6 separate regions of the Mus musculus genome follow, and regions 2, 3, 4, 5 and 6 are each linked to region 1. A link is a contact called in public ChIA-PET, HiChIP or PLAC-seq and promoter capture Hi-C data. All regions are on one chromosome and are shown on one strand. Each heading gives the region's core, a stretch centred on a gene start, on an enhancer-like site or on the middle of the called end of the contact. The rest is flanking DNA. Distances are from core to core; before and after follow the strand shown. Region 1 holds the start of Cdadc1 (cytidine and dCMP deaminase domain containing 1). Region 2 has its middle 54 kb from the start of Amer2. Region 3 holds the start of Amer2 (APC membrane recruitment 2). Region 4 has its middle 24 kb from the start of Mir719. Region 5 has its middle 13 kb from the start of Gm41164. Region 6 has its middle 33 kb from the start of Gm41164.

Region 1 (4,090 bases), core at 612-3,111:
CCCCTACCTGGCATTGTGACTTCATGGCTATGGCCTTGGGAAATATGGGCATGAAGCACAGTTGGAAAGATTGTAACATGGTGAACAATAGCAGGGATGGGTCAGGTTATGAAAGTTGTGCGTCTCTAGGTCAAGCCTCTTTTCAAGTTGGCCGGCTTTCAGAAAACAAGGATTTCTTTTGATGCCTCTTGCAATTATTTCCATGTCCAGTTAGATTTTAATTTTTAAAGCCTTAAACTGATAACAGGTATGGGTCAGATTTCTAAACAAGATTTCAAATAAAATATTTAAAACAAAACCAACTTATTTCTCTTAAATAAACAAAACCTCCATGGTATCTGTCAGATGAAGGAGAGGATGCCAGAAACCAAGGGTGAGAAAAAAAACTTTTGCACTGAAAAGGGATTCAAGTTAAATGTATATAACAGAATTACGATGAGATAAAATATGGACAATAAAGCTAAAAGGATTTCCAAATTTTGTATTACTAGCAAACTGACTTTTACAATGCACATTTTTAAGGCGCTAAATGTCTCCAAAAGAAAAGCCTTAATACCTGGTAATCATGGCACACACTAGAAATAACTTTTCAGACTGGAAATATGAGCTAGTTCGCTGTGGTTACAGGCACAGCATACAAAAGCCATGACACCATTCCTAGGTTCTTGCTGCATTTGGCTGTTAGGACTACAGTTGGCCAATGAAACCAGACTTAGACTACTGCTTTTCCAAGGGTAAACACTCTCTATGGAAATAAGGTATACCTGAGATTTTTGCCCTTGGGCTTCCACTCCTGGGAAGAGCTCCATCCAGAGACTGAGCAGGGTGAAAAGGTTCACTTTAGAAAGCCTTGGTATTTGACCTACAAAAGAGAAGGCAAGCACTTCAGAATTTCACTAGTGAAGGCAGAGGAGCTAAGCTCAAAGCTACGAGTGAGCTGCAGATGGTCTGGCAGGCAGGAGAATAAAAGCTTCCTTAGCAAGAGTGGCCACAACCTCACTTTCAGTGACCTCGGGTGGCACTTTCCAAAGTTGGGTGCTTTTTTTTTCTCCAGCTCACCCCACAGGTAAAATAGTAAAACTGATACAAAGGCTCTGGAAATAATCAATCAATCAATAGGATAAGGGCTCCTCTCTGATGTAGCCGAGGAGCAAGGTCCCCACCCCTACCCCTCTGGAACCTGGCATTGCTAAAAGGGCAATGGTTGGAACATGATTGATCTTCAACCATAAGGCAAAACTTGAGGGAGGTATCACGGGTGGTGAATTTGCCAAAGCGCAATTTCAGGCTCTTCAGCTCCGGGATACTGACTCTAGGTGCAACCACCCACCAGTGCAGGACAGGACGCGACCTATGAAGCCTGGACAGCACAGTGTCCGGGACGCGCGCCTGGCAAGGAGACCAGGGACGGCGGGGCAGACAGGAGTCGCTGTGAGTCACAGGGCAGGCAGGGTGTCAGGGAGGTGCAGTATGTGTGTGTGTGGGGGGGGGGGGGGGAGTAGCAGGCTAGCAGGGCGGGAAGGAGACATAGAGCAGGGAGGGTGCTGGGCTGTGCGGAGACACAGGACAGGCAGGATGCGGAGCTGGAGGGAGACTCGGGCAAGCGTGCAGAGCGCCAGGAGAGGGGCAGGGCGGGAGAGAAGGCCACCGCACTCACCCGTCATGCTGCCCGTCTGCGTGCCGACTGACCTCTCGGCCCCGGAACCCTCCAAACTCTGCATCTGATCCGTTTCTTTCATCCCCAGCCCAAAGGCCTCGGCCCAGGACAGCTTGCCCGGTCAGGCATGATAGGTTCCTTGAAGCTCGCCTACGGCCACCTCTGCGGCCTGTCAACAACCGCTTGTTCTGCGCAGCAAGATGACGTCTCGGTATGCCCCCCCCATCGCTTCCGGCGCTTAATGTGACGTCAGAGTCCGGCGCACCGAGGTGGTGGTGGTGGTTATCTATCAGTTATGCTACTCTGTGTAGCAGGCTGTGTTCAGTGATTTTTGCAGAAAGAAGGACGCTTGAAGTTGTCTTGGTTCGGGACAGTAGGGGACCAGGGTGGAGGACTTAAACAGAGAGAGGCGAACATAGAACCGGAGTGGGCGAGGTGGGGGAAGCAGGGCCATCGGAACCCAGCCGTCAGATGTGGGCGGATCCCAGGGTATTTGGTTCTGCTTCATATCCAAACTCACACAAACTATGAGAAGAGAACTGGGAGGATCGAAGAGTTAAGTAGACAGCGGAACCTGAAAAATCTGAGTTGTCCGTCCCAATGAATTTGTAAATAGAGCGTACGTGTGCGCGCTTACCGTACAGAGGGTATCTTCCTCTATATGGCCCTCCAAATGTTTGTTTTGAGAATGGGTCTCTGCTTGGATCTGGAGCTCACTGGTTGGCTACACTGGAGCTTCATCCTCCTGTCTCAGACTTTACACACTTGTGACTACAGGCTGGTGCAGCTTTACTCAGACCTTTTTTTTTTTTTAATGTGGGTTTGAGGGATCCAGAAGGAACTCCTCAAGCTTATATCTAAAGCATGTACACAATGAACCATCTCCTCAGCCCCCAGTGAAAAATATAAAGTGTAAAATGAAGCCTGGAGAGGTCAGAAACATGGCCCAGCAGTTAAGAACACTTCCTACTCTTCCAGTGGGTCTGAGTTCAGTTCCCAACACCCACATCCAGAGTGGGTCACTACAACCCTTAACTCCAGAGATGGATATTTGAACAAAAATTGTAAAAATAGTTTTATTTTTATTTAAAATATAATATCATTACAAATCTCCCCCCTCCCCGAGGCCCTGATCATTTTTAAATTAATTCATGGTTTTTCTTTAACCACTATTGTTTATATACATGTATTATATATGTATATAATATATACACACATATATCTCTACATATATGTGCTTGTATGTATATGCTTTTAGGACTGATCACTTGGTACTGGATAACTAGTTGAGGGGACTTATTCTTGGGGAAGACTAATTTCTCCTCTGTTATTATTTACCCTTCATCTAGATATGGGACCCCTGGGAGATTTCACCCATGTTGGCAAGTTAGCTGGTGTTGGCATTGTTCGGGTCTTGTTTTGGCAGCCATGTTGTTGAAATTTTGTAGGTGGAGCTTTCCTGCAACAACTAGAAGACAATGTTCTGACAGCTTCCTGATCCTCTCTGGCTCTTACAGTCTTTTCATCCCCCTCCCCCCTTTCTGAGATGATCCTGAACGTTAGGTGTAGGGGTTGAGTTCTAGATCCAACCTTCAGGACTGGATATGCAAGGTCAGTTGTTCTCTACATTTTGAGAACTGCTGTTGCTACTACCTTCCTCCTCCTCTGCTCCATTCTCTCTCTCTCTCTCTCTCTCTCTCTCTCTCTCTCTCTCTCTCTCTCTCTCTCTCTCTCTCTCTGTGTGTGTGTGTGTGTGTGTGTGTGTGTGTGTGTGTGTGTGTTTGTCTTTTTAAGAAAGGGTCTCACTGTGAAGTCCTGGCTGGCCTAGAACACACAGCGTAGACTCCTGAGTCTTAGAATTAAAGGCATATGCTAGCATGCCCATCTTGATAGATAGATAGATGGATAGATAGATAGATGATAGATAGATAGATAGATAGATAGATAATGCTGAGGAGAGATAAGAGTTGCATTTACCTGGGAGTGTTAAGATAAATGTTTAGAAAGGAGTTAGGAATTATACTGGTATGATAGTTCCAGGAGTCTGCCTGGCATTGAATAGGTTGAAGTGGGTCACAGAGTTGTACATAGAGGTAGCTTAAAGACTGGTGGTCTCAGAGGAAGGTTTAAAGACTTACAGTCTCTGGACATCTACCTCTCTAACTATAATGAATGCTTGCTGGTAATTTCTTAAAAAGAAAATAAAACAAAACAACCCTAAACACTTTCTTGTTCACTCTGAGGGTTAAAGAAATGCTATCTTAGGTGATTAATACCTGTAGCCTAACATCAGGGGATCAAGTAATAAAGTAATTGCTAGTGCGTTTTTCTCTTTTGCTCAGAAGTCCCACCTCTTGCTTGTCAGGCAGGAAGGAGGTTTGGAGCAATAAACTTTTATTGAACCAGGAGAAGAGAGACACTCCCAGGAAGAAA
Region 2 (4,090 bases), core at 1,012-3,511, 830 kb after region 1:
TGGTTCACTTGAGCGGTTCTACACTACCCTCGGCAGTTAGGGCTTCTCCACTCTTAAAACTAGCAGAAAAAGTGGCTGGCCAGCAGTCCCAGGAAGAGAATATGAAGAAAGCAAACTGCTCTAGGCTTTAGGGCATCAGACGAGGTCTGTGGTTTTTCTCCTGGACACTCTGCTGTGATAGCACTCTAGTGTACTGGTTACTTTTCTTGCTGCTCTGATAAAACACCAAACACAGGCAAGTGAGAGGAAGAAAGGGCTTATTTTGGGCTCGTGGTGTGAGTGGCTGCCGTCTATGGTAGTGGGAAGGCTTGGTAACAAGAACAGGAGGTGTGTGGTCATGACACATCTACAGTCAAGAGTCAAAGAGAGATGACTGCTGGTGCTCAGCTCACCCTCTCTGATTCAGCCCAGGACTGCATGGGCTACGGCTGCTCACATCTGAGATGAGTCTTCCTCCCCTAGTTAAGGTGTTTGTTTGTTTGTTTGTTTGTTTGTTTTCTAGAAGTGCTCTTATAGACATACCCAGAGGTATGTCTCCACAGTGATTCTAAATCCAGTCAAGCTGGCGGTGAAGATTTGCCATCACACCCAGGTTATGGCCAGCCTCATCTCTAGCTTCTCCATATGTGTTCCCTCCATCCCCTCTCTGCCTGGAGGGGCTCATCCAGTGACTTCCCCGATGCAGTCTTTCCATGGTCCTCCCTCTCTACTTCAGGCCTGGAGCACATCATTCTTTTACATCTCCATCCTTCACCCCTTTAATTTGCTCTCATAAAAGTTGTTCCACAGTATCTGGCCTCTGATTCCTGACTCAAGCAAGCCCCTGTCTCCTGGTCCCTGTACAGCATAGCATGATGCCAGTGTTTGTTAGCATCCTCAGTGTATGAGTTCTGTGGATCTCCGTTTCCACTCTAGGACCCACTACTCAAAAACACAACTTCAGGAGAGTAGAATGCAGCACCCTAAAACATGCCACCAAGGCGAGACAAGTACCCAGAAAAGTTTACTTTCAGAAATGACAGACACTGCTGTGGCAGTTTGAATAAATGTCGACATTCATTCAAATAGTGTTCAACATTTCAATGTTCCATCCCCAGTTGGTGGCCCTGTTGGGGGAGGCTTAGGAGGTGTGGCCTAGCTGGAGGAAGTATGTCACTGGAGGCGGGTTTTGAGAGATTAACAACTTGAGTTGTTATTTTGAGTTGGCTCTCTCTATATTCTCTTTTCTGTGAGACGCGAGTTCACACCAGCTGCTCCAACAACCAAATCTGTGGTCCCTGCCTTGCTTCCCCGCCATGATAGTGACAGATTCCTAGCCCTCTGGAACCCTAATCCTCGTTTCTATTAAATTGCCTTGGTCATAGTGTTTTATTACAGGAATAGAAACTTTAACTTCTACAACTTGGGAAGAATTGTAACTCTCTTGTGAAAGAGAGTGACATCGCTAGAGGAAATTCTCTATATGTCAGAGTGGCCCCATCTCCACACCTGCATCGGGACAATCAGTTACTGAGTACACTGGCTGACATGGAAATCACTCACATCAAGCTGCCTAACAAAGCTAGCCCCGTTGAACAGCCAGGCAGGCCTTTGTTTATGCCCTTCTTCCTCTCCTCTGGACAAACAGGGTATTTAAGCTTGAAGCTTAATCCGCCTGAAATCTGCTTTGGGGATGTGTTAATTCCTCTGGCCCATCTCTTGGCTCAATGGTTTTAAATGTCTGATTACTCTTCCCGAACTGTCTTGTTACAGGAGGTCCTAGCTCAGCCCCCAGAAGAGTTGTTGCAGGATTCTTCCTATGGGAGATTTAAAGAAACATGTTTACTCCCGACAGAGCACTGATGATAAACCAAAGTCACATTTCCCCCATGCCCAGCAGGTGAGCTAATAACTTTACTGGAATCACTTATAGGAGCAAGGGTGACTCAAAGGTAGCTGAATCACCAGAAAGTCCCATCCCAGCATGGGTTACTGTGCTGGCTGGCTTCTGTGTCAACTTGACATAAGCGAGAATCATCCGGGAAAAGGGAAGTTCAGTTAAGAAAATATCCTCATTGGATTGCCCTGTGGGTAAGCTGTGGGTGAATTTTATTGATTGATAATTAATGTGAGAGGACGCAGATCACTGTGGGTGGTGTCATCCCTGGGCTAGTGGTCCTGGGTGTTATACGAAACCAGACTGAGCAAGCCATGAGGAGCAAGCCAGTAAGCAGTGCTTCTTTGTGGCCTTTGCATCAGCTTCTGCTTTCAGGTCCCTGCCCTGCTCAAGTTCCTGTCCTAACCTCCCTGGATGATGGACTGGGCTGTGGAAATGTAACTTGAGGTAAACCCTTTCCTCCCTAAGTTGCTTTTGGTCATGGAACCTTATCATAGCAATAGAAACCTAATTAGGAGAGTGATGACTCATGGGAGCAGCCTGGCCCTAGAGTTCCTATCCCTAGTCATCCTTCCACTTCTATTTACTCTAGCACTTCCAAGATCATGTAGGGTAGAGCAAAGCAGTGGCTGGCATCTCAGGTCAGGATCTGGTGAGAGTCCTTCTCTAGGAGGGAGCATTAATAGCTTCAATGCCATCCCCAGAGAGTTGCTATGTTATTCTGTGTATGCTATTGTCTTAGCTGAGGGCCAAGGTGTTCTGCCAGCCATTATAGCAATTCTTTGCGTGTTGGCCATGGTCTCACATAATACAAGGTAGCGGTATCTCTTTTGCTTCACCACCACTTGCCCAGTCCCATGAGCTTCTGTCAACGACCAGTCTTCATTCTGTGTTGTTCTTGCAAGTTTCACACCTCTGTCAGTGTCTTAGTAGTTAGGTCATGTGTCCTCTAGCTGCCTCCCTCTCTCAGAAACCAGGCCAGTCCTCTGCTATAAAGAATAGTGAACACAGGTCTCGGGGGTGGTGGTGGGGAAAGCTACCCACATCCCTGCAAGTGTAAGGCATTTGCTTCTCTTTTCTTCAGCCTCTCTCTGTCTGTATATCCACCCATTTGCCTCAGTCTGTTGGGACAGTCTCTCCGTTTTCTGAAATGAAATGTTGCCTGATTCTAGAATAAAAATTAGTGCTTTCAAATCTGTCCACTGACATAATCCACTCTTACAGAGGCCTGAAGGATGATTCAGTGGGTAGAAAAAATGTTTGCTTTGGAAGACTGATGCTGTGGGTTCTATCTCTGGAACCAACATAAGATAGAGGGAGAGAACCAACCTCCCCATGTGCACGTGGAATGCTTGCCCCCGCTTACCCCCACAGGAGTATACACGATATTAATACATTGAAGATCTGGTGGTTAATCCGGTTTCTAGAGAGGACAAAAATCCTCTCTCCAGGGAAGGGCCTGGGGCTTAGATGTTGGTTTCAATGTCAATTTGCTACAAATCAGGATCCCCCGAATAGGAAGCTTCACCTGAAGAACTGTCCTGGTTGCCTTACTGATGTGGGGCGGGGGCTCACCCCAAATGTAGGTGACACTTTACGATCGCAGCACAGATAAAAACAGGCATACCAGAAGGAAGAGCATCTAGCAGGGTTTTGCTCAAAGGCTTCCCTCCTGACCCTTGATTGACTTACCCTGTTGTTGGGGCTGCTGCTGCTACCCCCTTTGATGACATCAGAACCAGCACGTCCAGGCTTCCATTACTGAGGAAGGATCTCTGAGCATTCTCAGGTCCTAAGGACCAGATTAGGACTGCTGAGGTGCCCAGCCATGTGGACTGGATGACTACTAGTTGTCAGGAGTGGGACAACTGTTGTTATTATTTTAACACAATCAATTTAATATAGAGAATTTAATATCTATATATGTATATATATAGATATTAGATATGTGCTGTATATAATCTGTACCTGTCAGTTCTGCTCTTTTAGGGCCCCCTGATTAATATAGGGGTTGATTGCTTTTGATCCCAAAGCTTTCTAAAGAGTCTGCCACCTGACAATGCTGTTATGTTGCGGACCACTGCAGCACGAGCTATGATAGACTCAGATCACAGCCCTAGTTAGGTCCATAAATCCTCCTTGCTAATCTTTTTAAAACCATATTTTTCTATCTCAAAACAAAATCCCCTGGAGAATCCAGATCCTTATATAAAC
Region 3 (4,090 bases), core at 434-2,933, 780 kb after region 1:
GGCATGGCTCGCCACCAAGGAGCCTTCCCTACACTGAAAGCTGCTTTGTCTTTCTCTTTGAGTATCTATGTCCCAAAGGAATGGTAGCAATCCCATGTTCCTTGATCAGTTTTCTCTCTGGGGATTCAAGAATTCTTATGTAGATGAATTACTTTTGGCCTATCTTGGTAGATGGCAGTGCTCTACTGGTTAAGCAGGCCACCTACTCCAGCTCTTAGACTTCGAGACTTGTGGTTTTTCTAGACTGTTCCTCCCAATTGTGGTCTAAAGCAATTTCAGACTGGCATGGTTACATATATAGTAACACACTTTCTAGCCAGCATGGTGTGTTGATGTGTGTGTGTGTGTGTGTGTGTGTGTGTGTAAAGAACTGAGACAGACTTCCAATTGTCCTCCAAAAGCTTTCAAAGAAATAACAAGTGACTTTCTCTTTATAGTTCTTCATGTCTAATCTTTTGCAGGGCAAACGGGACTCTGTTCCATCATGTCACATGATCAATTAGAGCTTCAGGAAGTGGGCCAGTGAGAGGGCTCAGTAGGTGAGGATTCTTGCCCCCAAGTTTGATAACTGATCCTTAGGACCCACAAGGTAGAAGATGAAAACTTCCACAGGTTGTCCTCTGCTGTGGTACGTGTGTGCCCAGACACATAACACACAATACACACATACAAAAGAAGTAAATATTTTGAAAAGAAAACTCATTTTTTTTTAAAAGTCTGTTGTTGTATATTCTGTCCATAAAGAGTCCTGTTAGTAGGTGGAAAGAGCTGGTGGGGTTTGAACTCTGAAAACAGAAAGGTCCTTTGATTCCAGTCTCAGTTTAGAGCCGTTTTTTCATTGAGATGAGAAAGAGCAACATGACTGCTCAACTCCATGGTCTAACTGTGAACCCTGGAGGCTGCCTTGGCCAACAACTGAATCTGCAGTTCAGTATAAGTACAGTATATAAGTAACTCTGAATCTGCAAAATATAAGTAACTTGTGGAAAATAAATTCAAGAGAAGCAGGAAAGACTGGTGTTTGTATGTAAATAGTATATACAATCAAATAATCACTATATATAATCAATATTTTTAAAATAGGGTTATTAAGGATTATAAAACATGAATCTTTTCCAAATCCTTCCCTATTTTGCTGGCAAGCCCTTGGTTAGGAAAAGCTACAATGTTAGCAGTTGTCTTCAAAGTCAGAACACAGAAACCTTACCCACACAGGTTGTTCTCTGGAACCCAGTTCCCTTTGCCTCTAGACCAGTGGGGTCAGAAGCAACCACAGGGACGACCTCTGACCCCTGTCTGGTTTTCCCCCCTGTCCTATTGGGAAAGACAGCGAGTGGGGTCCTTGGGTGTTCTTAGACAGGGGTAGGCTGGGCACAACAGAGAGAGGTATACTTACCATACCCCTGAATGAAAGAGGAAGACTGAGCCCAGGCCTCTAAGACCCACCTGCAGAGGGATCAGAATTCTCCAACCTAAGTTCTCAGTGTGCTCAGTCTATTGTGACCAATTGGTGGCTTCTGTGACTTAAGCCCCATGTCACTGGGGTGGGGGATAAAAGCTTTGTGGTCTCCCAAAGGACCAGCGAACCCTAGGGGACTGTTGCACTTTCGTTGCTGAGAGCTGCTAATTGGTATTTGACTGACGGCTGTTGCTTCTGTAACAGGAAATCAGAGCCACATGATCAGAATACAGCATCAACCTGAAGAGGACTACATTCGGCACTGGACCAGACGCAGGCGTGAACAGATTGGCATGGTGCCTCTTGGGCTTAGTACCCACACGCTAAGACCTATGTGAAGGACCGGAGAAAGATAGGAGGCTGCATGAAGTCCAAAACAGATGATAAAGGAAAAGGCATTGTTCTTTGTGGACATGGGGGACGCATGTGTTAATTTTTGAAGCTGCGATCCTAGGAAAAGCTGGGCTAGAGGAAGAAGAACCTGAGGTGGTGAGAATCAACGCACTGGGATCCAAAGCCCATAATTATGAATTTCATTTTTTTCTTTCGCCTCGAGGCTGCGATGAAGGCTCTTGCTACACAAAAACCTATGTGGCACCCAGGATATTATATAAGCCCTTGGCAGGAGGGGAGATAGTCCGGTTTGTGCGCTTCAGCCGCCGCAGTTGCAGTAGCCACAGCGCAGCAGCGAGAGCCGCTCAGGTTGATTTAGAACGCGGGTGACAGTGGCCTGGCGCGAGCCTACGGCTGACGACAGCGGCTGATCCCACTCGGTTTCCATGGAGACGGGCAGGAGCCGCGGCGGCGGCGCGGCTGTCAGCGAGCGCGGCGGCGGCGCGCGCGCGGGGGTCTGCGGGAGGCAGGAGCAGGCCGGGGCCCTCGCTGCAGACATGGACTCGCATTGTGAGTGCGCCGCGGAGACGCCCGCCGCAGAGCCGCCGTCGGGGAAGATCAATAAGGCTGCGTTCAAGTTATTCAAGAAAAGGAAATCGGGGGGCACCATGCCCAGCATTTTTGGGGTCAAAAACAAAGGGGATGGGAAGAGCTCGGGGCCGACGGGAATGGTGAGAAGCAGGACCCACGACGGACTAGCCGAGGTGTTGGTGCTGGAGGGCAGCAAGAAGGAGGAGCCGCCTGGCGGGAGCGATCACAGCGGGGCCCGGCCGATCCCCGGACCCCCCAAACCCTCCGGGCCTGGCCTGGGCTCCCTGGCCAGCAGCTCGGTGGCCAAGTCCCACAGCTTCTTCTCCCTGCTGAAAAAGAACGGGCGATCGGAGACCGGCAAGGGAGACCATGCCGAGGCGAGCAAGGCTGGCGGCAAACAAAAGAGGGGGCTGAAAGGGATCTTCAGCAGCATGCGCTGGCACCGGAGGGACAAGCGCGGCAAGGAGGAGGAGGAGAAGGCGGTGCGCGCGGCGGGCCCGGGCAACCTGGTTCTGCCCGGTTCGCTCACCGCCAGCCTGGAGTGCGTCAAGGAGGAGCCGCCCCGAGCCGCGCGCCGCCCGGACAGCCCGGGCCAGGACGCCTCGCGACACGCAGCAGGTGAGCCCGCAGGGGGAGAGCAGGCGCCCGCGTCCGCCGAGAGCGCCCCGGAGCGGATCTGCCTCGAGGCCGGGAGCCCCACCGGCTCTGGCGATCAAAGCTCCCGGGGAGAGGACGCCGAGGGGCATCGGCGCGAGGAGAAGCCCGGGGCAGCCCTCGAGTCGGGAGCCGGTGAGGTCCAGGCGGCCGAGGATGCGTCCAAGACAGGTGACGTTCCGATAAAGACCGTCCCCCTTGTCGACTCCGAAGGTGGCAGCGGCCGGGCGTCTGCTGTCCCTGACCCTTCCTCTGTTGATCCACCCTCAGACCCGTCGGCAGATCGTATTTGTTTGATGTTTTCTGACGTGACTTCACTGAAAAGCTTTGACTCTCTTACAGGCTGTGGAGATATTATTGCAGACCCAGAAGAAGAGGCAGGCCCCAGCTGTGACAAGCATGTCCCCGGGCCAGGCAAGCCAGTTCTCTCTAAAAAGAACGCCAGCGTGGTGGCCTACCAAGGAGGAGGGGAGGAGATGGCCAGCCCGGATCAGGTGGACGACACCTATCTCCCGGAATTCTGGGACATGTTGTCCCAGACTGAGGACCAAGGACAAGGAACTCAAGAAGGCGCAGCGAAGGCAGCCACTGCTTCCGACATCAAGTTGGCCCCTGAGACCTCCAGTGATACCCGGTGTGGGGAAGCAGCCAAGGACATGTCCTCGGTCAAGCGCAGGAGGCTCCACAGAATTCCCATTGAGTCCCAGCAGAAGGAGGAGCCCAAACATCCGGAGAAGGAGCATCAAGAAGGTGTTCCTAACAGCGATGAGGGCTACTGGGACTCCACCACCCCTGGCCCAGAAGAAGAGAGCATCAGCAACAGCAGCAGCAGCAAGAAGGTGGTCATCCCCAGGGATAGCGACAGTGGCGATGCTCTCTGCGATCTCTACGTTGAACCTGAAGCAAGCCCAGCCACCCTTCCTGCCACAGAGGACCCACCCTGCTTGTCCCGGCTAAAGCCGGTGTCTCCAGGCACCATCACGTGTCCTCTGAGAACACCGGGCAGCTTGCTGAAGGACTCTAAAATCCCTATTAGCATCAAGCATCTCTCCA
Region 4 (4,090 bases), core at 996-3,495, 610 kb after region 1:
CTTCTTCTTCTTCTTCTTCTTCTTCTTCTTCTTCTTCTTCCTCCTCCTCCTCCTCCTCCTCCTCCTTCTTCCTCTTCCTCTTCCTCTTCTTCTTCTTCCTCCTCCTCCTCCTTCTTCCTCTTCCTCTTCCTCTTCCTCTTCCTCTTCCTCTTCTTCTTCTTCTTCTTCTTCTTCTTCTTCTTCTTCCTTTTTTTTTTTCCCAAGACAGGGTTTCTCTGTGTAGTCCTAGCTGTCCTGGAACTCACTCTGTAGACCAGGCTGGCCTCGAACTCAGAAATATGTGGTTGTCTTCTTATGCATATGCATATTGTGGCACACACGTCACCCCTTCTGAATAAATACATGTTAGGATTATTTTTTAATTTATTTTTAAATAGTAAATAGAGGTAGACGTATATGATAAGCTGCAGAAGGCAAGTGTGAATCTGACTGAGGTTATGTTGTGAGAGCTAAGGAGAAAAGCTGTCTCCCTGAAATCAGTCCAAGGTGAGGAAAGGTGGGTCGAATAGGAAATGCACCTATGAGCTCATTATTTTAATGCATGGACAATAGCTGGCAGTGCTAATTTTGTAACTGTAGAAACTTAAGGTGGAATGCCTAGTTAGTTGGAGGAAAGGTTCACTGCAGGGGTGGGGTGGGGGTGGGTGGTCCTGTGATACAGTATCCCCAGCTGCTTTGTCTTGTCCCTACCAGCCTCAAGTGAGCAGTTCTCCTCCATTGTGGACTCCCACTGGCATGTTTTGCCCAAGTCTATGAGGCCACGTGACTACGAACTAGACCCTCTGAAGCTGTGGGTCACATAGCATCTTCCTTCCTAGAGTTGTTTCTTTTGAACATTTTGTCATGGCAATAAGAAGCAACCAATACAAGCAGCTAGTGCTGGGGTGGAAGCTGTGTTAAGTTGTCCAGATCTAGGTGAGAAGAATGAGCCACACTCACACAACAGGCTTTCACTGTTGACAGAGCACCCTTCTGTAGGAAGAGGATGCCATCTAAGACTTTCATGGCTAGAGAAAAGGGCAGCACTTAGCTCCAAAGCTGTGAAACACAGGCAGACCCTCTTGTTTGAGGCTACTGGGACTCTGACTTTTACATCAAAGCCAGGATTGTTTACCATTCTGACATCCTACAGCAGTCAGAAAGGAAGCAAAATCTACCTGCCTGTACCCTATAAATCGAAAACAAAGCCCAAATGGTAACAACCATTTAGGGTTTAGTGACTATTGCAAGCCCATGGTTAAGAACTCCTGCCCTGAGAAAGACACCTTTCAGAACTGGCTGTCAGCACACCTGGATACCCAAGAGCTCAAATGGCGATAGACAATGAAATTAGTATGGTTTCTCATGCTTGATATCACTACATCCATTCTGTGGGCCATGGCTTAAGAAATGATCTTGATTTCAAATCATTTTAAGAAATACCTCTCCCAAGACAAAGACTGCCATACACAATGATTCCTTTGATGAATCTGAGCAAAGTCAACAGAAAGCTGAGAAAGGATTTACGACCTAGAGGCCACTGAAGTTCATTATTCATGGAAGAGGATCATGTGACATTCTATGTCTTTAACTCATTCCGTCCATTTGTACCCAAACTAAAATGCATGTTCCTCCCACAAGGAACGTCTGCTTGATGCATGTTCCGACACTTAAACCAAGTCTGGCAAAAAGTAGGTGGTCAACAAACATCTGTCAGCTGATAGAAGGTACATGAGAAAGGTGGGTTCCTAAGAGTGCACTGCTTAGTGAGTGACTGCTGTACATAAACACATGGAGGATAGTCAAAGTGACTAATCACATGGGTGTGCAAATCAAAGCCACAGGGAGGGCCATCGAGATGGTTCAGTGGTTAAGAGCACATACTCTTCTTCCAGAGAACTTGAGTTCCTTCAGCTCCCAACATTCTTGTGGAGAGACTCGCAAACACCTGTAACTCCAGCTCCAGGGGATCTGGCACCCTCTTCTGTCCTTCATGAGCACCTGAGATCATATATGCACATATATGTGCTCACGCGCACATGCGCGCACGCACACACACACAATCTTTCTAAAGACACAGTGAGCTTCTACTTCAAACCCTCTCAGATGACTATAGGGAGAAAATGGAGCACAAATCCAGGGCTGGTGAGAATGGAGAATGTGCAGCCACTTTGGAAAGTCTGACAGTTCCCTAAGATACTAAATAAAGGTAGTTACCACAACACCCAGAATTTCTACACTTTAGTACAAACTCCAAGACAACCAAAATCATGTGTTCACACAGAAACTCCTGAAAGAGGAACCAACATGTTTGCTGACTGAAGGCTAATGTGACCGAGCCACACAGTCAGATTTATTTATCGAGGAAAGGGATGACAGAGTGATATCGAATATCCTTGAAATCACTGGCCAGTTAAAAGGATCCAGTCACGTCTGTATGAAATATTCAGAACAGGAAAACACAGAGAAGTACAGAACATATAGCCAAAGGAGTTAGAGCCATGGTGGTAAGAAATGGGGGCTGAAGGTCAATGGAGATGGAATTTGAGTGACCACTAAATACAATAAAAAACTACTGAATTGTGAACTTCAATCAGACAAGGGTGAATCTTATCTCAACACGATTTCAACAGTGGCACCATTAAAATGATAAATAGCAGTTTACCCTAGTTGGCCCATTTTATTTTGTATCAATGGTGCCTCCTTCATCTGTGATTTTTCCCAACTTCCCAATCCCAGGATCTAGCACACGATCTATTCGTTTATTCTACAACATTGTGGCCAAGTTTTTCCCTCTTGAATTCTAAACATCTTGACCAAACTCAGTCTAAGCCTCATATTACTCTTCTTAAATAACGGCTCACAAAATGAGGGTCAGGTGTTCCTTGTAAAGCAGATACATGTTGATTTCAGTGACTGCTCAGAACTGGATTTTTCTTCCCAGTTCATTAGTTTCCATAACACTAGGTTTGCGAAATCCAGTTAAAACATGTGACTTTTGGCCTGAGAGAAAGAGAGAAATAGTTTAGACTGCTGTGATAGTAATAAGCTATTCTTTATTGCATTCTGGTCTTGCACACAGCATACAGTTACATATCTTACTTGTGCTAACTTACCCAAATGTTCACTATATAAGGCGAGCACTGCCTCCTTTTTTACTGAGGAGGTACAAGTATGCTCATTAATTGGCCTAAAAGCAACACTGCTCAGTGGCAGTAATAATATCCAACCCTAGCCACACAGTTGAACATCTGTGTAGAAGGGGCTCAGCAGGAGACTGCAGTACTAACTCTTCCCACTGCATCAACTACCAATTAAGAAATATTCCTAGAATTGAATCCCTTGCTATAAGTATTGATGATATAAACCCAAATCCAAATAAATAACAAGACCCCAGAGATTACAGTCTAACATGGGAGGTAAGTGTATGACCAAACAATAGAAAAAACAGCATGGTAGATGTTGTTTGAAGGAGATGTCCCCCATAGTCTCCTATATTTGAATACCTGGTTCCCAGTTGGTGGCACAGTTTGAGAAGGTATAAGAGGCATGGCCTTGTTGAAGAAAGTACATTGCCAGAGGTGGGCTTTAAGAATTTAAATACTCGCACCATTTCCAGTTCACTCTTTCCGTTGCATTCTTGTAGTTCAAGATCTGAGCTCTCAGCTTACTGGCTCTAGATTACCATGCCTGTCTGCTGCCACGCCTCTCACAAGGATGGAGACTCATCCCCTGGAGCTGACAGACCAAGTAAAGCCTTCTTTCTGTAAGTTGCCTTGGCCACAGCAACAGAACAGAAATGAATGCAGTAGATGTCTACCATCCACTAGAGTGAGGTGGTTTCACTGTCTGCTGTAGGATCTGAGGAAGGATAAAGAGAGGAAAGCACCCAAAAGCCAATGTTTCTCCCAGATAAAAGGAACCGTCTGTGTTGTGAATTATGAACTGAAACTGTCAAAGGGCCCAGGGCTTGGAAGGGCCTCTGAGTGAGAGGTCCAGAAGGAAGGTCTGCTAAATGGAGTGAAGGCCAGATTGGGAGGGCTGCTGTGTGCGAGAAGTCACAGTATGACTGTGAGGGCCCATGTGTGTGAGACGTCACAGTATGGAATAA
Region 5 (4,090 bases), core at 620-3,119, 550 kb after region 1:
CCCTCCTACAGTCCACAAGACACCGTAGAAACCGTATGTTAAAACCATTGAAATTGGTTTTTGGTTTTGTTGCATTAGGGATGGGACCCAAGTTCCCATCCCTAATACGTTAGGGAAGAGTTATTCTCCCAGCCATTGCAAGACCACTTTTTTTTTTTTTTTGAGACAGGGTTTCTCTGTAAAGCCCTGGCTGTCCTGGAACTCACTCTGTAGAGCAGCCTGGCCTCGAACTCAGAAATCCGCCTGCCTCTGCCTCCCACACCCAGCTTCATCTTTTTTTTTTTTTGCAAGACCACTTTTTAAAGATGGATTTTAAAGTCAGTTATACTGACCACTTAATTAATTAATCAATAGCACCCCAGACAATAAAAAACGTATTTATGGGGAAACTATCAAAAGTTGGGCAACTTGCAGGTTCTCTAGTGTCTCTCAATGATCCTGAGAACATGCTCCCATTTTATAGATTGGTTGACAGATTTTGAAGAAGGCTCATAGTTTCCCCAAGATTTCATGGCCAGTATCTGGAACTTGGACCCTTCCAAGGCCTAGAGTTAAATGATCAAGAACTGACTACTGAACATCTATTACAGTACACAGTACTGCCAGTACACAGTGAAAGGACTCTCCAATTCTTCCCTTAAGGCAATGAAAGGTGTCAAGTTCAATCTAAATACTTTTGAGAAGATTTTTTTAAAAAATGACCATAAATTCAAACATGCTACAAGCATCTTAGAGAAAGAAAAGTTCTCCATCTTGATCATCCAGGAAACAGGCACCACCATCGAGGGTCACTAGGATGGGATGAACATGTGTGAAGTACAGCATTTTTCACTGCAGCCCCAAGCCCTGCTGAGTCTGCAAGGGCATCAGTGAGCATCTCTGCTCTCCAGGTGGGGGCCTGGCATGGTGTTTCCCGTCGAGTGGCTCAGCATCAGTGCGTGAACCCAGGGACAATCTGGAGAAAGTGCTTTGGAAACTCCTATTTTTAAACCATGTACTTGTAATTAATTGTACATTATGATAGATGGCTGCCCACTGACATCACTCAAACCATTTTCTTAGCTACAAATACTTGATGAGGCCATTGTAACTGGCACACATTATCATTTCCCTGACCCTGGAACTCACTTAAGGTAGCCTGAGCAAGGGTCCCCATGGGGTAAGGATTTCTTCAGAATACTCTCTGAATGGCATCCTGTGAGGGCAAGAACCTCAACAGATTATTTCCCTGGGAGAGCAGGAATCTAAAGGGCTTCAACTTCAGCTGCTGTTACTACTGGGTTAACAAGTAATGATATTCAAGGCATGACATTGAAGACCAAGACCTCTGTCCCTCAAGGACCTCATGGAAAGGGAAGAAGGTTACAAAACACTTGTTACTATATCTGATCACTGGTTTTGTTCCTTATCAACACAGTGCTGTCTCTTCTAGTGGACTTCTGGCCTCAGTGAAAGAGGAAGAGTCTAGCCTCACAGAGACTTGAAGTGCCAGGGTGGTGGGACACCCAGGGGGCCCCCACCCCTCAGAGAATACAGTGAGATTGTGGGAGGGGGTTGCCTTGAGGAAGGTAGTGGTCAGGATATAAAGTGAATAAGCAAAAATAAATAAGTAAGTAAATAAATAAATAAATAAAATTTCTCAGGGACAGAGATTATGACCTAATCATAGACCAGTGCCTGACACAATAGAGGCCTTCAGCAAAGCAGGCTAAAGGTAAATAAATAAAATGAGTAGGCCCTAGGAAAATGGATAGGTAATGAATAAACCAGCAGATAAACAGATAAGCAAAGAATGGACAGATTCAGTAGAGCTTAGGGTGGGGAGAAATGAAAGGAATGGATTTACTCATGATGAGGCAGAGCTGAACATCCCGGGGCTGTCCTCTGTAACTCAGTGGTTCTCTCAGTCAGAACGTGTCTCAGCAACACAGTCCACTCTGCCTCACACCACTGTTAGGACTCAGAAAAGCTGTGTGGTAGTTAAAGAGCATCTTAAAGTTTCTCTCTGGCATCCTCCAGCTTGTCTCTGCATCCCCTCCCCCACAGGTGGTGGGGACACCTTCTGAAAGCTACTAGTGGAAGAATGCAATTGTTATTCATCAAGAAAAACAAAGCCGAGGCCCAAGACAGCCCAGTGGAATGGCTTTCCTCCACCAGCTGTCAGAGTTAGCCTGAGGGAGTGTGTCTCCTAAAGCAGGAAGCCGATGTCCATGTTCTTCCTAAGACTTGCCCTCACCCACCTCCAAGACGCCCCAAGTTCTCACCAGTTGATGCCTCTGTCCTTCCTCAGGAGTCTGGACCCTACAGGGAGCCCTGCTGTTGGGTGCTACCCCGAGCTGTGTTTCCTTCCTCACTTCATGCTGTGCAAGTTACACTTCACTGTGGTGAGAAAATGACCGAGGGAGCAACTTAAAGGAAGCGTAGCTTTAGCTCAGAAGTGCCAGTTCTCAGATCCATGGCAAGGCAGAAACTTCACGGACAATGGGTATAGTGGGGAATAGCGGCTCACCTCAAGGGCATGAATCATCCTTCAGGGATACACTTTCAGGGATACTTCTTCAAGCTACAACTCACTTCCTACCTCCCACTACCTCCAAAACATACTATTTATATTATAAATCCATTCATTAGTTAGAGGTTTAATGAAGTCAGAGCAAACATGATCCAATCATGTCCCAATACTGCACTGCTGACAAAGCTATCAACATGAGTTTTGGGGGGCTCATTTCATATCTAACTCATGTATTATCTTGTCTCAATCATTGGTTCACGTCAGTGAACCTTCACAAAGTGAAGGAACTTTCCCTTGTCTCCTGCAAACTGCCCCATCACCACCACCACCACCACCACCACCACCACCACCACCACCACCACCACTACCTCCTCCCCCCCTTCCTCCTCCCCCTCTTCTTCTTCCTCTTCCTCCTCCTCCTCCTCCTCCATCCAAGAAACCTCATGGTACAGCACAGAATAGGACTCAGAAGTACAAGGAGATCAACACATACTACAACACGGATGGGCACTGAAGCAGTGTGGTAATTGAAAGCAAGCAGGCAACAGAAGCCTGGGCTGATCCATGCCTATAGTTCCAGCTCTCCGGAGGCAGAGGCAGAAGGATTGACACAAGTTCAAGACCAGCACAGAAGTCATATCAAGCTCCAGATGGAGCTACACAGTGAGATTCTGTCGGGGAAAAAAAAGTAAAAATTAAGATTGCCTATGTCACTAGAATGACAATTTGAAAAGGCCGAACCAAAGAACAGATATCAGATGTGTGACTGATGAGAAGGGATCTTATGACGGGAGAACATGGGACAAGCTCAGGGGATATGGAGTGTTAGATATTGATATACACAGCTGCACATGTGTGTCAGCAATTATCAAGCCAAAACAGACTAAAAGGATGGATTTCACTAACATAAATTATACATTAAAAATCCTGATTTTTAAAATCTCAAAAAAGGGAATCTAACTCAAATCTTCTTAAAAACCTATCACCATGCTAGCAAGACTCAGTGTAAAGGTGCTTGCCACCCAGTGATAAAACACACACACACACCCACACACAACCTGAGTTCCACCACTAGAACCCACATAAAGAGGAGAGAAACCAACTCCACAATGTTGCCCTCTGACCACCTCATGCCTACCCCATACACACTTCTCAAATGCACACATGTGCAGTACACACACACACACAAATAATAATGTTTTTAATTCACTTTACATCCCTGCCCCTCACACAGTCCCTCCCCCACCCCACCCCCTTTTCCTCTGAGAGGGTGGAGGACCCCTGGGGTATCCCCCAACCCTGGCACATCCTATTGGTACAGGAGACAACTTCCAGAAAAGAACACCAATGGCTCAGACTTTAAGATCAAATACTGACAAATGGAACCTCATGAAACTTAAAAGCTTCTGTAAGGCAAAGGACGGTGTCAGTCATTTTTAATTAAACACTAAAGATACATGCCATGTCCAGACTCGGCTTCAGGTGTTCACACATCATTGTTAAGGCCTCAGCAATCTACCAGACTTCCATGGGTCATCCTAGAATAGCATTTATTTTCCATTATTCCTGGCCCCTATG
Region 6 (4,090 bases), core at 730-3,229, 530 kb after region 1:
CCTTTTAAAAAGGAGATGCCTGCTGTTGTGATGTTCTCCACCAAGAGGTGACACAGCCAAGGTAGCTCTAGCTAGGCCTTGAACTCAAAAACTCCGAGTTTAATTCACCTCCTTAGTACACCACCCAGTCTCAAGCAGTTCTCCACAGGAACAGAAAACAGACTGGTGCAGCATCTCTTGCCTTCTCTAAAAACCAGAAGCTGAATCCTATATATATCCATGGCTTTCTAATCGTATTCATATTGTCACTTGTAACTCGTGAGAGTAGGGTAAGGAGGACGTAGAACAAGGATTGGTTCTAGGTGCTCCATCATACAAAAAATGGGTTACCTAAGAGGAGGAGAAAGGGGGAAGGGAGGACAGGAGAGGAAGAGGAGGGCAATGAGGAGAAAGGAGGAAGGAAGAGGAGGAAGAGGGGGTAGGAAGAGGTGCTGGAAGAGGAGGAGAAAGAGAGTAGGAAGAGAAGAAAAAGGAGTCTACTTAGCTACTCCCAAAAGGAACTTAAGCAAGATCCTGCCTCTCTGAGACCCGTTCCGTAACAAATGCCTGCACACACTTGTTTCATGCCCAGAGCATCCTACGGCAGCCCTCAGAGTCACTGCAGGCTCTTCGCTTGCTCACTTGTTTGGCTTCTGCTGTGCTGAGATGGAAGCCAGTGTCTTGTGCATGCAAGGCAAGTTCCCTGCCGCTGAGTTACTTGTTCAGCCTCCAGTGATTATTTGTTTGTTTGCTCTGCTGTTTCCAGTTCCATGCATGTAAGGTGTAGTATTGCTTGTGTAATTTTTAAGTTGCCACATAGTTAATTTATTTTTAGAAGAATGGGGGAATTCTAAAGATTCTTAGCCAGTAACATTGCTTGTAGCATACCCATGAGGGCCTGCATCCATGTGCAAAATCCCCAGCTTCCCTGGACTAAAATGTTGGGCAAGGTGGCCCATGATTGGAATCCCAGTGCTGAAGAGGTGGAGGCAGGAGGCAAAGTCTACTTGGTGAATTGTAAGCCTGTCTCAAAGAGCAAGGGCGCAGCCCCTAAGTATTAAACTTTAGCCTCTATATGCACATGCGAATACACATATGTGTACACAGGGGAAGGGGGAGTTCTTTGTCAATCCAGCATATACTACACTTCATGGTAAGATCATAAGTCCAGGAAATTGAATCTAAAGTTTGTAAATGGAAGAAAAACATAATCAAAACCAGTAGTTATCCCCATGGATATGCTTTTGTAGAGGATACGTACAGAATTTTTGTAGCTGTGCCATTTTAAATCCTAAGTTACACGTGTCCTTTCGATCCCCAGCTTCCTGAGAGAAGGTGGCACTTTCAGGTCGTTGTGGAGTTACACCTGCCCTGGCACCCACTCCCACCACAGTGCCTTCCCCAAGTACTTCCTGAGGCTTCATGGGACTGTGTTTATTACAACATAACTCTTTATAGATTAAACATTAGACCCACTTTAGTTATTACCCCAAATTTTATGTTTGTAAGATCTCATCTACAAGCACATCCCTTTTGCTATGTGACAATCCTGGAGATGTGACATTGATATAGAAATACTATTCAACACAATATCCAGGGAGACAGAAACCCCTTATTCAGCCCCTGTCCCAGCCACAGGCCCTCTGGGTTTGCTCAGCTCACTGTTTCTGATCACATGTGGTCCAGCTGTACGACCTGCTTGCCTATATCAAAGCTCTTTTTCTTCAAATGATTTTTTTCCCAAGACAGTGTTTCTCTTTGTAGCCCTGGCTGTCCTGGAACTCACTCTGTAGACTAGGCTGGCCTCAAACTCAGAAATCCACCTGCCCCTGCCTCCCAAGTGCTGGGATTAAAGGCATGCGCCACCACTGCTCGGCTCTTCAAATGATTTTGACATGTGGAAAGGAATAAACTCAAAAGTGAACTCTATACAGTCCCCCACTCAGATTTCAAAATGATGCCCCAAACTGTATCTTCCAGGATACGCATGTGACTGTGTTTATCTAGAAACCTTCAGTTGAGCCTAGGATGCGGTGAACCACAAAGACCAGCTAACATGACGTAAGTGCACATGCCTTCTAGAATTATGCAGTCTGTCTCAGTTCCTTGCTCCATTCAAGATCATCTTTATTGATTGTTAGAAAATGCAGAGTTCCAGGACCTATGCAGGGCACGTGTCCCTGGCACCTTATCCCAGGATGTTCCTGCCAGATTACAGCTCGCTCCATGCTCCATTTCCTACCATCCCATCTTCTAGTTCTAATCCAACATGCTTCCTAAATAAGAGAGGTTTGAACTAAGTACCTTATAGTTGATGGCTAACTAAGCCCCTGGCTGCTGCTGGCTCTCAAGCACTGCCATCTGCTTGTCTGTGACATGACAGATTTTAAAGTTTTTCATTTTAAGTGTGTGTGTGTGTGTGTGTGTGTGTGTGTGTGTGTGTGTGCACATATACACATGCTTGTGCTATGGCACATGTAGAGGTTAGAGGATTACTGGGGCTTCAGGCTTGACAGCAGACACATTTCCGGACTGAGCCATCTCGCCAGCCCTCTATCTGTTAAAATCCCAGCACTTTTGTCACCCAGCACACAGCCTGAGTGATGAGGGAGGTACACTGAGCATTACTGCAACCTCTGGCTCCTGGTTTGTGATCTGCTCCCTGCTTTACCTCCTGTTCCTTCCCTCTGTGACAGAACACACACAGCCAAAGGACCCTGGAAAACTGAGCAGCACACGAGACATAAGGCCACACATGCAGCTGACTTAGTAGGTGCCAAGTATAACATATTTTGTTTCTACTTTTAAAGGCCCTGTAAGGAAACATTGTCAACTCTGAGCTCCCACAGCAGGTAGAGCAGAAAACCTAGACTGTAGAGGAAGTCTGCCTTCAGGTCCTCAACCCCACTGCTCTCTCATGGAGCAGAGATAAAGCAGGGCTAAAATCAACAGCCAGGATAAAGCACTTCAGCTGTTGTTACGCAGTGCCTCCCACAATGATAATGCGAAGGTAGGAACACTGTGCACTGCATATACAGAGGATGCTTCATGGTCCTCAAGACAGCATCTAAGCTAGCAGACAGGGTTCACGCTGTGCTACTCCCAAATGCAGCATCCTAACCTTGAGAAACCAGAGAAGCAAGGAAGGTCATTCTGACCTCTCCTGCCCCTTTCCCTCCTAGCAGGAAGACCCTCGTGAGAGAGACGCCCTTTCGCCAGCCAGAAGAAAAGAAACTCCCAAGGAATCTAAGCAGACAGCCCTGGCTAATTCAGCAAATCCATTACCATCAGCAAACTCATCTCAGCATCCTTTCCTGTCAGCCACACTTCTCCATGACCACACTCATCTCGTCCAAATGTAAAACACACGAGTTTATCCATCTTTATTTCTGAAGGCTCCTGTGTCCTGGACAGGTGTATGCTTCTCTCTTGTTGGTCTGTCTTTTGTGGTGGGGGACCTTAGCTGTGACCCTAGTGAAGAGCGAGCCAAGGAGACTCTTTGCTCCCCTACACTAGGCAATCAAACTTTTCTCCATGTTTAAAATCAAGACATCTGGAGCGAAGTGATCGGAGCTCTGAGGAGATGTTAACAAGAATGCAGGTCCCTGGGGACAAATGCCCAAAGTCTCTGCATGACTGATAACAGTGGGGGCATGAAATTTGGAACAGTCATGTGTCCTAGCCAGGATGTGGGAGCCTTTCCAACATGAGCACATGAAAGCTCCCACCTGCAGTCCCACCGTTGGTTCCGGTGCACTTGCCCACCCCTCAACCAGAGGTTCACTGTACAGAGAACCTCTCCATCAGAGGGTATTTCCCAGTCTTATCACAGAGCCTTGGGGCGGGGGTGGGGTGGGCTCTAGCACACTTAAATACATAAAGCCAAGGAGGGGAAATGTGAACTTGAGTAGAAAACCATGAGTTTTAAGATCACACTCTCCAGGGGATTGGATCTTGGTGTCTCACTGTCTATGAACGGAGGATAAGCAAAGGCAAGCAATTTTGCTCTTATCTGCAGACAAGGAAGTGGTATTTATCATCACCTCGTCCTCCATCCTGTCAAAGGCGCCCAACTCATTTCAGTATTTGTGCTCACTCCCTCTTAACACTA

The links. Promoter capture Hi-C pulls out the DNA fragments that hold promoters and counts their contacts. ChIA-PET counts read pairs in DNA pulled down with a chosen protein or histone mark. HiChIP or PLAC-seq counts read pairs in DNA pulled down with a chosen protein or histone mark.
Region 2: a contact with region 1 is called in a FOXA1 HiChIP or PLAC-seq map of pancreatic cancer cells. The contact joins the enhancer-like site here to the promoter of Cdadc1 in region 1. A contact is called at or near these places in 2 of 39 promoter capture datasets (embryonic stem cells and stem cell-derived epiblast-like cells), 1 of 484 Hi-C or Micro-C datasets (embryonic stem cells) and 2 of 115 datasets of contacts at active chromatin or transcription factors (pancreatic cancer cells and stem cell-derived neural progenitor cells).
Region 3: a contact with region 1 is called in a promoter capture Hi-C map of neutrophils, with 4 times the contacts expected there. The contact joins the promoter of Amer2 here to the promoter of Cdadc1 in region 1. A contact is called at or near these places in 8 of 39 promoter capture datasets (the 3T3-L1 cell line, cranial neural crest, embryonic stem cells and 5 more) and 2 of 115 datasets of contacts at active chromatin or transcription factors (astrocytes and embryonic forebrain).
Region 4: an H3K4me3 HiChIP or PLAC-seq map of bone marrow-derived macrophages shows a contact between it and region 1, with 3 times the contacts expected there. The contact joins the enhancer-like site here to the promoter of Cdadc1 in region 1. A contact is called at or near these places in 13 of 39 promoter capture datasets (the 3T3-L1 cell line, the HPC-7 cell line, cranial neural crest and 7 more), 6 of 484 Hi-C or Micro-C datasets (the G1E-ER4 cell line, the N1E-115 cell line, cerebellum and 2 more), 6 of 115 datasets of contacts at active chromatin or transcription factors (the 230-238 cell line, bone marrow-derived macrophages, embryonic forebrain and 2 more) and 1 of 9 other capture datasets (embryonic stem cells).
Region 5: a contact with region 1 is called in an H3K27ac HiChIP or PLAC-seq map of extraembryonic endoderm stem cells, with 8 times the contacts expected there. The contact joins the enhancer-like site here to the promoter of Cdadc1 in region 1. A contact is called at or near these places in 4 of 39 promoter capture datasets (the 3T3-L1 cell line, cranial neural crest, embryonic stem cells and 1 more), 1 of 15 datasets of contacts at CTCF or cohesin (large pre-B cells), 4 of 484 Hi-C or Micro-C datasets (CD4 T cells, CD8 T cells and Th17 cells), 4 of 115 datasets of contacts at active chromatin or transcription factors (DN3 thymocytes, extraembryonic endoderm stem cells, stem cell-derived neural progenitor cells and 1 more) and 1 of 9 other capture datasets (embryonic stem cells).
Region 6: an RNA polymerase II ChIA-PET map of memory CD8 T cells shows a contact between it and region 1, with 48 read pairs. The contact joins the enhancer-like site here to the promoter of Cdadc1 in region 1. A contact is called at or near these places in 8 of 39 promoter capture datasets (the 3T3-L1 cell line, the HPC-7 cell line, cranial neural crest and 4 more), 4 of 484 Hi-C or Micro-C datasets (CD4 T cells, CD8 T cells and Th17 cells), 6 of 115 datasets of contacts at active chromatin or transcription factors (the 230-238 cell line, DN3 thymocytes, T-cell acute lymphoblastic leukemia and 3 more) and 1 of 9 other capture datasets (embryonic stem cells).

Annotation. Positions count from the first base shown.
Region 1 is chr14:59,596,098-59,600,187 of GRCm38.p6, forward strand. Cdadc1 (cytidine and dCMP deaminase domain containing 1) reads right to left here and starts at 1,862. Exons shown (of 10, transcript NM_027986.3): 1 at 1,658-1,862; 2 at 765-862. The coding sequence starts at 1,739.
Region 2 is chr14:60,430,065-60,434,154 of GRCm38.p6, forward strand. No RefSeq gene overlaps it. Among named protein-coding and RNA genes, the nearest start is that of Amer2, 54 kb to the left of the region's middle. Within about 2 kb of position 2,262, at least 32 of the 459 cell types and tissues checked have an H3K27ac peak or open chromatin away from gene starts, as enhancers often do. A contact at or near this core is called in pancreatic cancer cells, where this site is marked.
Region 3 is chr14:60,376,009-60,380,098 of GRCm38.p6, forward strand. Amer2 (APC membrane recruitment 2) reads left to right here and starts at 1,684. Exons shown (of 1, transcript NM_028113.4): 1 at 1,684-4,090. The coding sequence starts at 2,239.
Region 4 is chr14:60,202,971-60,207,060 of GRCm38.p6, forward strand. It overlaps a transcript of Nupl1 not described here. Among named protein-coding and RNA genes, the nearest start is that of Mir719, 24 kb to the right of the region's middle. Within about 2 kb of position 2,246, at least 9 of the 459 cell types and tissues checked have an H3K27ac peak or open chromatin away from gene starts, as enhancers often do. A contact at or near this core is called in bone marrow-derived macrophages, where this site is marked.
Region 5 is chr14:60,146,977-60,151,066 of GRCm38.p6, forward strand. It overlaps the pseudogene Gm6913. Among named protein-coding and RNA genes, the nearest start is that of Gm41164, 13 kb to the right of the region's middle. Within about 2 kb of position 1,870, at least 8 of the 459 cell types and tissues checked have an H3K27ac peak or open chromatin away from gene starts, as enhancers often do. A contact at or near this core is called in extraembryonic endoderm stem cells, where this site is marked.
Region 6 is chr14:60,127,707-60,131,796 of GRCm38.p6, forward strand. No RefSeq gene overlaps it. Among named protein-coding and RNA genes, the nearest start is that of Gm41164, 33 kb to the right of the region's middle. Within about 2 kb of position 1,980, at least 61 of the 459 cell types and tissues checked have an H3K27ac peak or open chromatin away from gene starts, as enhancers often do. A contact at or near this core is called in CD8 T cells, DN3 thymocytes, the HPC-7 cell line and 3 more, where this site is marked.